Linked DNA regions of Mus musculus: all the other regions are linked to region 1. The links are chromatin contacts, called in public HiChIP or PLAC-seq and Micro-C maps. All regions are on one chromosome and are shown on one strand. Each heading gives the region's core, a stretch centred on a gene start, on an enhancer-like site or on the middle of the called end of the contact. The rest is flanking DNA. Distances are from core to core; before and after follow the strand shown.

Region 1 (4,279 bases), core at 963-3,462:
GACGAGGCTCCCTCACCTGCATGAATCCTGCCTCTTGACCTAACCCAAGCAGACCACCCAGATCTTTCTCAAAGATGCTGGCTTAGTTCCGGCCAGGAGGTGGAGGTGGGAAGCAGAGTCCAGACTCCCTCCCTCACACTCCCATCAGAGAACACAAAGACCACCCGGCAGCCCCTCCAGGGTCCTCCTTAAAGAAGAACCAAGAGCAGCAATCATGCACAGGATTGGGCAGCGAGACCCAAAGGCTCCTTTCTGCCTCCACACCCATTTCCTCAGCTCCTGCCCAAGCTCAGCCCAGCCAGACAAGCAGAACCCCTGGAGTGACCCTGGAACCTGCCCTCTGCTTGGGAATTCAGCTGCAGACAGACTAGGCAGCCCATGCCTGGAACTGGCCTTTTCTTTAACATCCACCATTCCCCGACCCTGTCCCCCACCCCCTCACCACATAGGGTCACATCTGCTTTGGCAAACAGCCAGCGTTAAGTTACTGACTCCAGTTGTATTGATTCAAGAAGTCACTGGGGACCCCAGCCTGGCCAATAGAAGGAAAGAGCCATCAGTCTGTCCATCCATCTATCCTTTCAGCCCAGAGTCTCAACTGGTTTTGCACTGAGTTTCATGTCTGTCCCAAGGAACAGTGAAGATTGAACTAGGAACCACGGCCTCAGCTACACACACACACACACTTCCTTGTACCAGAAAACTGGGAGAACCACCTCTAGCTGGTGCACAGGGCTGTCTCCAGGCATCTCCAGAACTCAGAAGGCTACAACCAAGCATCTTCCCATTAGCCCTGCAAGGACACCTGCCTTTCACGGAGAGGGGGAGGGGACAGATAATCCTCTTTTGGCCTATGTCCAGTTTATTCTGGGTCCCCTCCCTTGTAGCTGTAGGTAGGTGGAGGTATTGGGCAGCTGGTGTTTCCTATTCTTATTGCCACCCCCCCCCACACACACACCCCGCCCCACACACACCATGCTGAGGCAGCCCTGGTCTGGTTCTAATCGGGGCTGAAGTCGACTCCCTACCCCCCCCCCCCTTTTCCTTCATTTCCACGGCTTTGGAAGCCAGAGCATTCCAACTGTCTGTGTGCCAAGACCTTCCCGAGTCTGAAAGCTGCTGAAGTAACAGATCAGATTTTAGCAAGTGCTTTCCAGGCTGAGCGCCAAGCCCTTTTCTGATTCACAGAGAGCGAACGGGGACCAGGCAGGGAACAAGCCCTGGGCTGCACCACCTTGGGCAAGGACATGTGGAGCAGAGCGCAGCAGGATGGGGAGAACTCTCTCTCTCTCTCTCTCTCTCTCTCTCTCTCTCTCTCTCTCTCTCTCTCTCCACACACACACACACACACACACACACACACACACACACACACACACAGAGTAATTTACAACTAAAGCTCTCTCTCTCTGGACTCAAAATCCACTTAGCTGAAAACAACCTTTTTGTCTGCAGGGACAAGCAAGCCGTAAAGGGACAGTTGGCATAAAAACCTCTAGGTCCCTACCTCGCCAGCTGTGGTCGGAGGTTGGAGTCCCACACATCACTCGGGCCAGAGTCAGCCCTCCGACTCTGAGAGATTTCCCTACCGAGGCTGACCGAGGCCGCGACAGTCTGCACTGGCTCAAGCAGTAGCTCCTAGCCCTTGGCCTGATACCGCCAGCGCAGGACGCGCGCGAAGCCGCCCTTCTGCGCCCTGGGAACAGGTGCACTGGGCTTGTTGCCCAGGAGGGGTGGGGCACCGAGAGGGGGCGCGGTCCCGGGAAGGGGGGTCGGCCAGCACCTCGAAGAAGAGCGCGCTGGGGTTGGCAGGGGGGTGGGGGAGAGACACGACTCGACTCTCAGGAGCCCACGTACCTGAACCTGGAAGCACAGCAGTAGAAAGTGTAAACACCTGCGGGAGAAAGAGGGAGAGGAGGTCAGTGAGATCCGAGGAAGGGGCACAGATAGACAGACAGACACGTAGCAGAAAGTCGGGCGGACAGACAGACAGAGCCACACACGCACAGGGACAGGCATCCAGGCAGGGTGGCCAGACCCGGGCGGGTGCTTACAGGCAAGTGCAGGCGGAGGGCGCTGAATACATCGCGGGGCGGGGGGGGAGGCGGCGGCTCCTAGCCCAGCCTGCACATGTCCGCTCCGCGCGGCCGGGACCGGGCGCCTCCGCCGCCGCCGCCGCCGCCGCCGCCGCTGCTGCTGCTCCCTCCTTGCCGGCTGCTTCTGCAGACTCTGCTGCTCCGGGGCGCTCCGCGGCGCGCCCTGCGGCATCAGCGCCCCGCGCGGCTCCTCCGGAGCGCTGCGCCCTCCGAGCCGGCGCGGGGGCTGTGGGGCGAACGCGGTGCGGGAGGAGCCCGGCCGGTGCGGGGAAGCTGGACTGAAGCGGGCGGACGGGAGGGCCGTCTGGACGTTCGCGAGACGCGGGCTGCGGGTTCAGTCCAGGGGCAGCATGCACGGCGGGTGCTGCGGCAGAGGCGCCGCAACCGGGACGCGAGGCTAGCGGGGCCGGGGTCAGCGCTCCGAGGCTGGGGCGCGCATCTGCAGTGCGAACGCGTCACGGCCGCTCCGTCTGGGCGCCCGCCGGCTCATGTCTCCTCCTCTGTGTCTCTCCGGCCGTGCGCATCGCCGCCTCCCACCGCTGGCGGCGGCCGGGGCGTTTTCTACGCGAGGGCGGCGAGGGGGCGGGGGGCCAGGGGCGGGTCCGGGCCCGCGCCGGCACAATGAGGATGCGGGGCCCGGGGGCTCCCCCCTCGGGGCGCGGCCGGACGGGCGCTCAGCGCGGCTGGGTGCGCCGCGCCCACATCAAAGCCGGCCCTGCCTGCTCGCCTGCCTGCCGCGGCCTCTCCGCTGCCTCCTCCTTCTGGCGGCTCAGGGTTGGAGGGGAGGCACTCAATACTGTCGGCAATGGGACTGGCCGTTCAGCATGGCAGAACCCACGAAGCTGGACCTGGTGAGCGCTGGAAGCCGTCGGAGCTCTCCGACACAAGGCTAATATTGGCCGAATGGAGCAGGCGGGGTTCCCAAAGAATGCTCACATTTGCTGTTCATATTCACATCCACTAGAGTTGGGAAGCAAGGGGAGGACAGACGAGGCCCGCCCGGTGGGGTGACTCAACTGAAAGGAGTCGTGTTTACCCTTACCCTTAGGCCACGCAAGATAGTGGCTTTTCCCAGACACACGCACCACCACCACAACCACCACCGTGGGATGACTACGCTAAGTAACGCCTTCTTCTGTTTTGCCGTAGGAGATGGCAAAGTCTCAGGGGCGTCTCTCTCCCTTCCCCCGCTCTGGGACTCTAAGGTCGGTTCTAGGGATTCCAGCTGCGTTCTCTAGTTAGGTGACCCGGGTTTTGGAAGCACACGGCTACCACCTAGCGGCTCAAAAATGTCGCTGTAACCTCGCCCCTGAATGGCTACATGCCTGGGAGTAGCCAGGACTCTGGTCAGCGCTCACTCCAGGTCCTCTTCAGTTCGCAATCTAAGCAGCTAGTTTTCCTGCCCTTGATCACCAACCCTGAACTTTTTCTGTCCTTCCATTAACCCCCAAATGTAGATATTGTTGTCAGAGGCCTGCCTCATTCTGTCTAGAGCCTGGGTCAGCCAAGTTCTGCTTTGGACTGATGCTAAAACAAACAGGTCACAGTGGGCAAGAAACTAGAGAACGAGCTCAAAATGCAAAACTCAGGAATTCGGATTATTTGATTTAAAGGCCTTGTGTCCGTAGCTGTGGTTGTTATTCCCCGTTCGCTGGAGCAAAGTGAAGAAGGTGCTGCTCGGTGGTGTTATTTCTCAAGTTATAGAAACATAGTATTTGTTCCAAGGACCAGACCTCCCTGTAAGCGACTTTCAGTTCTTTTTCAAAGTTGAGGCTAAGGGGGCAGTATTAAAAACAAATCCTGAAAACCTTTGCGAAATCGAGTTGTTGAGAGAATTGTTGCATGAAAGGAAGTTGATTTTATGTTTATTGTCTGGGCTGCCTGAACTAGCCTTGCAAAGTTACTAGTAACTTCCTAAATTCTGGAACCAACCAACCAATAGAGTGAAATGACAAACCACAAATAGGGCTGAACCAAAAAGTGGTCTTGCTTTACAGACTGGCACACGTGTATCTGCTGACATGTTTCATGTATCTTCTGGCTAAAATTAATTTTTTCCTATCTGCACTTTATTAGTTTTTCATTACTTTTGAATACAATGGGTAACTATTGTCCCACCTACAGTGGTTTGATGACCTCAGTCATCACACAAGACAGTCCCAAAAATTTGGTGGTCTGAGGAC
Region 2 (4,279 bases), core at 829-3,328, 450 kb after region 1:
GTGTGCAGGGGTGGGGATGAGAGTCACTCATCTTGTGTGTGTGTGTGTGTGTGTGTCTGTGTGTGTGTGTCTGTGTGTGTCTGTGTGTGTGTAGGGGCTGGGTTTTGGTGACTCTGAGGAGTGTAAACAAAGCCCTGTTAATTGTGATAATCTAGGTTGTTGGACCTAATGTCCCCAACATATCATTTGGAGTAAACCTTTTTCTACCTCTTCTGGCCCCTGTGCCATATAACCATTTGGACCACATCCCCCACACCAAAGAGACCTCTATTTGACTACGTCTTGGGTTTCAGCTCTGGTTTTAGGGAAAGTGATTCATCTGGGAGCTGGCATGAGACCAGGAGGCTAGGTCAGTCCCCCAAGCAGAGAGTGGCAACTCCCTCTACCTCCTTCTGATAGTCCAAGGGAAATTCCAAACTGGGGCCCAGGTTGACCTCATCCTCTTCCCAGCCTTCACCTCTAGGAAGACTAGGCATTGCTAACTTAACAGACAGCCTGCAGGCAGGTCTTAGGGTGAGAGTCTAGGATACCCCTGAAGCAGGTGCCTACCTGAGACTTGCTCCCAAGGAGAGAATGTTAACATTGTTCTATACTGACCCCTCCACAGCGACTGTCCTGTCCCATCTGATGGTGTGTGGGTCTCTTTGCAGGTTGTGAGCAGTCCTGATCACATAACTTATGAGCTGGGGAAATGCTCTTGGATTGAAATGTGGTTTCTCATTAGGCCAACATTGACTTATATCTACTCTGGGCCACAGTTTGTGGCAGTGCTCTCAGCACTTGGGACCCAAAGATGTACAAACCATGGTGAGAAGGATATCTCTTGAACAGCAATCAATTAAATAAGAGAAAAGGTTGTAGACATGAATTTGTGATTGAGGGAAGGAACGTCTACTTACTAATCCAGTTTTTGTTGCTGTTGTTGTTGCTGTAACACAATGCCAGAGGCTGGGTACTTAGGGGCTTTATTAGTTCACAAGTTGGGAGACTGCAATCAATACAAATAGCATGGCACTGGATCTTTAGGGATGCCTATCTGCATCACCTCATTGTAGTGATAGCCCACAAGAAGGAACACCAGTGGAAGGGGAGAACACTGGGCAGGACAGGAGGCGAGACTCTGGAGGAGAGACCCGTCATCTGTCTTTCCTCTGGGCCCTGCTCAGAAGAGGTCACGTCACCCCTCAACAGTGTCACACTGGGAACTGAGCTCCGAGCACACAATCCCAGGGGAACACACTAAAAGCCATTGTAGAGGAAGGAGTTGATGAGGGAAAGGAGGGAGGGTTTTGTGTATAAAATTTCTGGGGATCCTGGAAAGGCTCAGGTAGGCAGAAACTGAACTAGCTCTTGAAGGGTAAACAAGGCAGCCTATGTGGGAGACCAGAGGCTGAGGGCAAGAGTGTGTCCCAGAAAGACCCTGAGGTGGTCAGGATGAAGGCACTAGCATGGGGACATGGGCAGGGGCTTCAGGAGGACACAGTAGCATGCATGTTGTCAAGTAAGCCACAAGAGCCAGCAGAGGGCTGAGCTTGACAAGCACTAATTCAGAGGCCGCACGCAACTGCAGTAAGATTTATCTGTAACTCACCTTGAAGGATGAGTTTATATTTTTCTGTCATTCCCACAGAGGCTGCCAGACTTAGCAAATACAAACAATGAACATCTAAGGGAAGTCTGAACTTCAGAATGATGATCAATATTTCGAGTCATGCTCCTTTGACATTTGTCCAAAATTTAAATTCAGTTCGGGTTTCTATGTTTTCTGTAACCGTTCGGCTCCTAGCCCAAACCTGAGGGAAAATGGCCCCACATCCGCTTTTTTCTCTGGCCAGAGAGCAATTACTTACACTTGTTTGTACAATGCCGCTCTCTCTGCTTGAATTGGTTAAAACAATGGATCAAAATATACGTGTATCTGGGGAGTCCTGATGTCTGCCTTTCTGGAAGACTGTGAGAAATTGGATCCAAATATCGGTATTTCTTGATGATTAACTATGAGCAATGTTTGCCTCTGTGCACGCTCTCCTTTTGAACAGATATGTCGGATTGCTGAGAACGTGAGCCAGCCACTTGCCTGTGCTTGGGGCCCCGCACTGTCAATCCCTTCACTTTTCGTGGGCTCTTTTGGTGTCTGTAACCATTACGGTTAATGTGTAATTAAACTGGAAAACACCTGCTGGAGGCCAGGGCCCGACTCTGCTCCATAAACAGCAATTTACTGAATGAGCCAGTAAATAAACAATTCCTGCCAGCTAGAGAGAGGCCACTCCTCACCCCTATAATTTAGAATAAAGTTAACCCCTTACAAGTTACAGAATATTATTTAAATAAGGCACACGGACGAAAACCACCTATAAACATAGTCTAAGAGGCTGTCTTTGGAAAGCCCCAGATGGAATGGAGCTGACCCAGGAGCCGGGTGGGAAACCTTGGGATGAAAACCCCTAGAACCCTGAGGGCACTGAGGACTAGTAGTTTTACAGAGAGATCAGTCACCCAGAAGCCTTGAAAAGAAAGAACACCATAGAGGACTGCGGGATGTTATGAGGGCCTTCCAGCGGAGACAAGGCTGGGGCTGGCCAGATGGGTTTTCAGATGGGTATTTAGATGGTAGGTCTCCCAAGGACTCTAAGTTGTGAAGAGCAAGGTGCTAGCCCCTCTCCTTCAGACACACATCCTCCTAGACTTTCATTTCAGGCCAGGAAGTGATACAGAGACATCAGTAGAGACACTTTCCTTCCTCTCCCTCCTCTAACCCCTGTCACTTTCTTTCCCTTCCCCTTCCCACGTTCTCTCTCCCTCCCTCCTCCCAAGTTCTCTCTCTCCCTTCCTCCTCCCCTCACCCTCCTCCTCTTTGTCCTTGTTGTAACTCTGTGGGTTAATCCTTATTCCTACAAAAGCCTTTGTGGGTTTGGTTGGTATGAGTCAATTTTCGCAAAGGCTGGTCAGCTCTCAGAGAACTGGCCAAACCAGGTTGCTGACTTGGAAAGGCCTAGAATGTGTGTGTGTGTGTGTGTGTGTATGTATGTGTAGGACAGCAAGTGCCTATTCCACCTCTGCATGGTTCCTTTGAGACCCTTAGCAAGCCCCAGTGGCCCCACTCTCCCTACCTGGACAGCACTGGGGTTGCAGGTGAACAGAGCCACAGCAAGTTTTCTTTCTTTCTTTCTTTCTTTCTTTCTTTCTTTCTTTCTTTCTTTCTTTCTTTCTTTCTTTCTTTCTCTCTCTCTCTCCCTCCCTCTCTCTCTCTCCCTCCCTCCCTCCCTCACCCTCCTCCTCTTTGTCCTTGTTGTAACTCTGTGGGTTAATCCTTATTCCTACAAAAGCCTTTGTGGGTTTGGTTGGTATGAGTCAATTTTCGCAAAGGCTGGTCAGCTCTCAGAGAACTGGCCAAACCAGGTTGCTGACTTGGAAAGGCCTAGAATGTGTGTGTGTGTGTGTGTGTGTATGTATGTGTAGGACAGCAAGTGCCTATTCCACCTCTGCATGGTTCCTTTGAGACCCTTAGCAAGCCCCAGTGGCCCCACTCTCCCTACCTGGACAGCACTGGGGTTGCAGGTGAACAGAGCCACAGCAAGTTTTCTTTCTTTCTTTCTTTCTTTCTTTCTTTCTTTCTTTCTTTCTTTCTTTCTTTCTTTCTTTCTTTCTCTCTCTCTCTCCCTCCCTCTCTCTCTCTCCCTCCCTCCCTCCCTCCCTCCCTCCCTCCCTCCCTCCCTCCCCTCCCTCCCTCCCTCCCTCCCTCCCTCCCTCCCTCCCTCCCTCCCTCCCTCCCTCCCTCCCTTCTTGAGCAATGGGGACTTAAGCTCAGATTCCAAGCTTGCCCCTTCACAGCCTCTCAACCATACTGTGTGAACTCTTACAGATTGCCGAGAAACTCTTGACATGAAGGGTGTATAAACAAACAAAAGCATTCTTGAAAACTAAGCAGCTAACAGCAAATAGTATCCAGAAAAAAAAATGCCATTGGTTGAGAAAAAAGGTGTGTCCCCTTCAGGAGAAATAAGGTGAGGAAAGATAGGAAAGAGAGTGTGCTGGTCCTGTGGCGGAAGGATCAAGGACCTGAATCCCTTCCCCAGCCACTTCAGTTTTCCCTCATGCTCCTTTCTTTCATTGGGCTGAAAAATGCTCCCTGAAACCTTTACACTAAGCAGGCTTCTCTCAGCAAGATGCCAACTGACCAACCTTCTGCATTTCTAGAGAAGAGCCACCAGTGCTGTGGAGCAGGGACTCTTTTACAATCATCCTGCACATTGTATGTGTGTGTACAGGCAAGGAC
Region 3 (4,279 bases), core at 997-3,496, 370 kb after region 1:
AACCTGTCTCAAAAACCATTAAAAAAAAAAAAAAAAGACACATCTTTGGAAAAGTCCCTTGTCCAGTGGAGTTGGCACAAGCCTTAGAATCTGTCACAGCAATCTAAGCTTCCCCAGACTCACTACTGAGACTACAGACAGAAAACATCTGAAACAAATGTGAAGACTGAAGAGCAAAGTAATCCAGTGACTGCCACACACTTCACACTGACACCTACCTTCCCCAAATCACTCTTCTTCACAATACCATTATGTGTATTTTTCAGTCACATTGAGATCACCCAGCCCAAGGGAGGAGCTAGATCATCACTAACAGTCTTTGATTCCAGAACTATTCATCAAGCAAAACACGCAAGAGTCCTAGGCTGACATCCTAAAACACTAAGCTTTTTACCAACATCATTGTCATAATACTATAATAATTCTATCTTTCCTCATTCTGTTCCTCCACTCAGAATGCCTCCCAAAAGATCATCCAGCCCTGTTTCTTACTGCTCCCTAACCAGGATGATCCTGATTGAATCTCTAGGAATGGTATCTTCCTCTGCCTTCCAAGAAACTGAGGCAAGCAAGGACTTAAGGGTAAAAGCATGGAACTGGCGGTCTACACATGCAACTCTGCCCTGTGGACAGTAGTTATATCGTGGAGCTACATAATTACCAAGTGTGAAGAAGACACTGAAACAATGCCTTAAAATGTCACCTTAGTGTATATTTCTAGGAATGATACGACCAGTTTGGGCACCAACATCTCACTTGTGTAATATTGCACTTGGAGATGAAGGCAGTTTCCAGGGCTTGGCGATTTACCAGGCATCGTCTAAGTCCAAAAAGGTTCCAAAGTTCTTGTACGCCTTCTGATTTACTCAAGACTTACACCTGCACTATGAACATCTGAATATCTATTTCCAATTCACAGTAAGTAATCTCTGTGAGATTCTTCCTGCAAAAGTTCTGCACAAGACATCTATTTACTAAAGTGATAACAAATAGCTAATTCCGAGCTGGGGAACCCTTAAAAATAAAACAAAACAAAACAGTAAATAAAAAGATAACAGTAAGTAAAAAAGATAAAATGTGGGTCTATTTCCTGGTTCTAAATTACTTTAGAAGTAAGAAAGCACTAAGTCCATGGGACGGACCATCGGATCCATGTAAATCTACAAGGGGAAGGGGCATTCAGATACACTGTCACTAAGATCCCGCCTACTTCTCTAAGGTCTTCTGCCATCCACAACTTTTCAAATCAATCTTAGGATGCAAGAACAGATTTTCACAGTATGCAACGGTCTTCCACAATTCTTTGCTTTGCCCACACCGTCTTTAGTCTGTAGTCTTTCTTCCCTCACTACCTGGGTATCTACATACAGTTCCTACAATTCCCGCTAGAGTCCCACGTCCCTGAGAGTACAAGGCAGCGAGTTTGCCCAGAGGCTTATGTACCATCAGTAGGAACCCAGTAACAAGTGGAGACTCCACTCCACCTACGGATGGACTGCCCCCTTTCTGTGCTCCCGCGATATCCCGTGACTAATTCTACCATAACAGTCTTCACGTGTGCAGCAATTATCGCGCGCTCTAAAAGGACGAGGGTGGTAGCTGACGTCGCCCTGCATCCCGAGAACGTTCCGCCACAGGAGATGCACAGCGGAGAGGCTCAGTATACTTCTGTGGGATGAAGACCGGCAGAGTGCGGGAGCCACCGGACAGACCCGCATCCCTTCAGCGTAGCCGGCGCCCAGCCCCGAGGCTCCACCAATGAGGCTGCGCGCTCCCGGTCGCGCCGCGCCCCGACCCGCGCCCGCCTCCGGCCAATGACAGTCCTCTGGCCCCGCTGCCTTGCTCCCGCCGTCCCGGCCTCCGAGCTCAAGCTCCCGGGGCGAACAGCGACCGCGGGCTGGGCGTAAGGGCCGGATGGCGGCCCCTCCGCCCCAGCTCCCACCTGCCGGGACGCCGCTACAGCCGCGCCAACCAGAGCGTACTCCGCGGCCGAGCGTAGCCCGCTCCTCTGCGCCCGCCCCACACCGTTCCCAGGCAAGGGGCTGGGCTCGGGGTCGCGGCCTGGAGCTCCAGGCCCACAGCCCGGCGCACTGACCTGAAAGTGCAGCGCCATCTTCCCGGAGCGGCGCAGGCCGCGCGGCCCGAGGGCCGAGGGGAGGGGGAGCGAAGGCGCCGCGCGAGCCCGGCCGCCGCGGGATCCCCCCAAGCCGCTCGCTCCCAGTGCTCGGCGCGCTCCGCTCGGAGCCCGCAGCGGGACTGGGCGGGGCCGGCGGAGCGCGGGGAGGAGGGGGCGTGTCCTTCGGGCTCCTCCGCCCAACCGCCGGTGCGCTCCTTTTACAACCGCTGCATCCTCAGAGTGAGCCTCTGACCTCTGACCTTTAACTTTTAACTCACCACCACGACCCAACTGCCCGCCTCAGCTGCCCACTTAGTTTTGGAGACTGGGTCGTCGGTCTCACTATGAATACTGTAATACGTGAACCAGGCTGGTCTCGAACTTGAAGTCACAGTCATCTGCATGCGGCCTGAGTGCAGGCATAGGTGGTGTGTGTTACTGCCCACTTTGGCTCCTAAATCTGTGGTAGATAGGCGAAGAGACTGCTCAGCAGTGGAGAGCACCCTCCCACATGTTCATAACTGCATGTAGCTCCAGCTTGTGGAAATCCAACTGCTTTAGCAGGCACCTGCATCGCTTTCATACACATAATAATAAACCTTAAGTCTACCACAAGCCATATTGATTCCTGACAGAACTCTGAAACAAATACATGACTCCCAAATCCCACATCTGCACAGATGTTCTGTTCCTCTAACACACAGCCTTTGACCCCCCCCCCCATATGCTATCCTTAACTCTTGTTCCCCAATGCCCAACTCCCATTGTTTATTTTTTTAACTTTTTGAGTAAGTTAAGCTGACATTGTGTATGAGGCATTAAAATTATAAAATTCTGGCTTGTCTGTAACTCCTTGTCTACACTTTCACATGAACTTATATTTTACACCAAATTATTTCATGGGAATAGGAGTTATTGAGCAGATATATCGAATCAGAGTTGCTCATTACCAGTGTTCTTCATTTCTCCAGAGTTCAATGCTTCTATTTAACAGCCTTTTTATGTATTTAAGGGGAAATTTTCCTGAAATGTTTCTTACAACTTAGGTATATTAACAAATTCTCTCAGCTTTTGTTAATTTGAAAGCATTTGTTTTGTTTTGTTTTTCGAGACAGGGTTTCTCTGTATAGCCCTGGCTGTCCTGGAACTCACTTTGTAGACTAGGCTGGCCTCAGAAATCTGCCTGCCTCTGCCTCCCAAGTGCTGGGATTAAAGGCATGTACCACCACGCCCGGCTCATTTCATCAATTTTAAAGGTAGTTTTGCTGGGTATAAAATTCCATAATAGCCTTTTGGGCTTTAGTTTTTTAATCTTTTGATACTTTAAAGATGATATTTCATTGTCTTCTGGTTTACATTGTTTCAGTTGAAGAGTTAGCCATCAATCTTAATTATTGCACCTTTAGATAATATACTCTAGAGTACTTGAAGTTTTTTTCTTTCACTTTGTTTTTGACCAGTTTCAGTTTGTCACTAAGTCTATGTGTTATATTCATCCTACTTGAAATTAATAGTTGTTCTCGTGTGATCTGACATCTTCATCAGTTTTTTAATATTAACCAGTATTTCTTTTATTTTTTTTTAAGATTGTATGTGTGTGTGTATGAATTCACTGTTGCTATCTTCAGACACACCAGAAGAAGGCATCAAATCCCATTACAGATGATTGAAAGCCACCATGTAGTTGCTGGGAATTGAACTCGGGACCTCTGGAAGAGCAGTCAGTGCTCTTAACCTCTGAGCCACCGATCAAACCCCCAGTATTTCGTTTAAATACTGTTCTGTTCTCCCTTCTTCCTTTCATTGTGTTACATGTATGCTAAAACTTTTTGCTACATTATTCTTTCTTCTTGAACTGGTCTCCATATTTCTTGTGTGTGTGTGTGTGTGTGTGTGTGTGTGTGTGTGCTCGTGCGCGCGCATATGCACATGCTTAATATGCACTGAATATTTTCTACTGACCTGTTGCCCATTCAGGAGAAATTCACTTCTACTATGTCTAAACTGCTATACAACCCCTTGTAAATTTTTAAAATTTTTTTAATTTAATTTATTTATATGTCTTCAAACACACCAGAAGAAGGTGTCTGATTTAATTACAGATGGTTGTGAGCCACCATGTGGTTGCTGGGATTTGAACTCAGGACCTCTGGAAGAGCAGTC

Evidence for each region. A called contact is a pair of places that touch in the nucleus more often than the background predicts. HiChIP or PLAC-seq counts read pairs in DNA pulled down with a chosen protein or histone mark.
Region 2: a contact with region 1 is called in a FOXA1 HiChIP or PLAC-seq map of pancreatic cancer cells. The contact joins the enhancer-like site here to the promoter of Fgf18 in region 1. A contact is called at or near these places in 4 of 39 promoter capture datasets (the 3T3-L1 cell line, embryonic stem cells, frontonasal cranial neural crest and 1 more), 1 of 15 datasets of contacts at CTCF or cohesin (embryonic stem cells), 2 of 115 datasets of contacts at active chromatin or transcription factors (embryonic midbrain and pancreatic cancer cells) and 4 of 9 other capture datasets (adipose tissue, embryonic stem cells, liver and 1 more).
Region 3: a Micro-C map of embryonic stem cells shows a contact between it and region 1, with 4 times the contacts expected there. The contact joins the promoter of Ranbp17 here to the promoter of Fgf18 in region 1. A contact is called at or near these places in 1 of 39 promoter capture datasets (neural stem cells), 1 of 484 Hi-C or Micro-C datasets (embryonic stem cells), 4 of 115 datasets of contacts at active chromatin or transcription factors (astrocytes, embryonic basal ganglia, embryonic stem cells and 1 more) and 1 of 9 other capture datasets (pancreatic islet).

What each region holds. Positions count from the first base shown.
Region 1 is chr11:33,145,188-33,149,466 of GRCm38.p6, forward strand. It overlaps Fgf18 (fibroblast growth factor 18), which reads right to left and starts at 2,213. Exons shown (of 5, transcript NM_008005.2): 1 at 2,055-2,213; 2 at 1,858-1,894. The coding sequence starts at 2,086. RefSeq lists promoters at 2,030-4,279, 2,030-2,973 and an enhancer at 2,788-2,818.
Region 2 is chr11:33,599,478-33,603,756 of GRCm38.p6, forward strand. No RefSeq gene overlaps it. Among named protein-coding and RNA genes, the nearest start is that of Gabrp, 23 kb to the left of the region's middle. Within about 2 kb of position 2,079, at least 11 of the 459 cell types and tissues checked have an H3K27ac peak or open chromatin away from gene starts, as enhancers often do. A contact at or near this core is called in pancreatic cancer cells, where this site is marked.
Region 3 is chr11:33,511,507-33,515,785 of GRCm38.p6, forward strand. Ranbp17 (RAN binding protein 17) reads right to left here and starts at 2,247. Exons shown (of 28, transcript NM_023146.3): 1 at 2,096-2,247. The coding sequence starts at 2,113.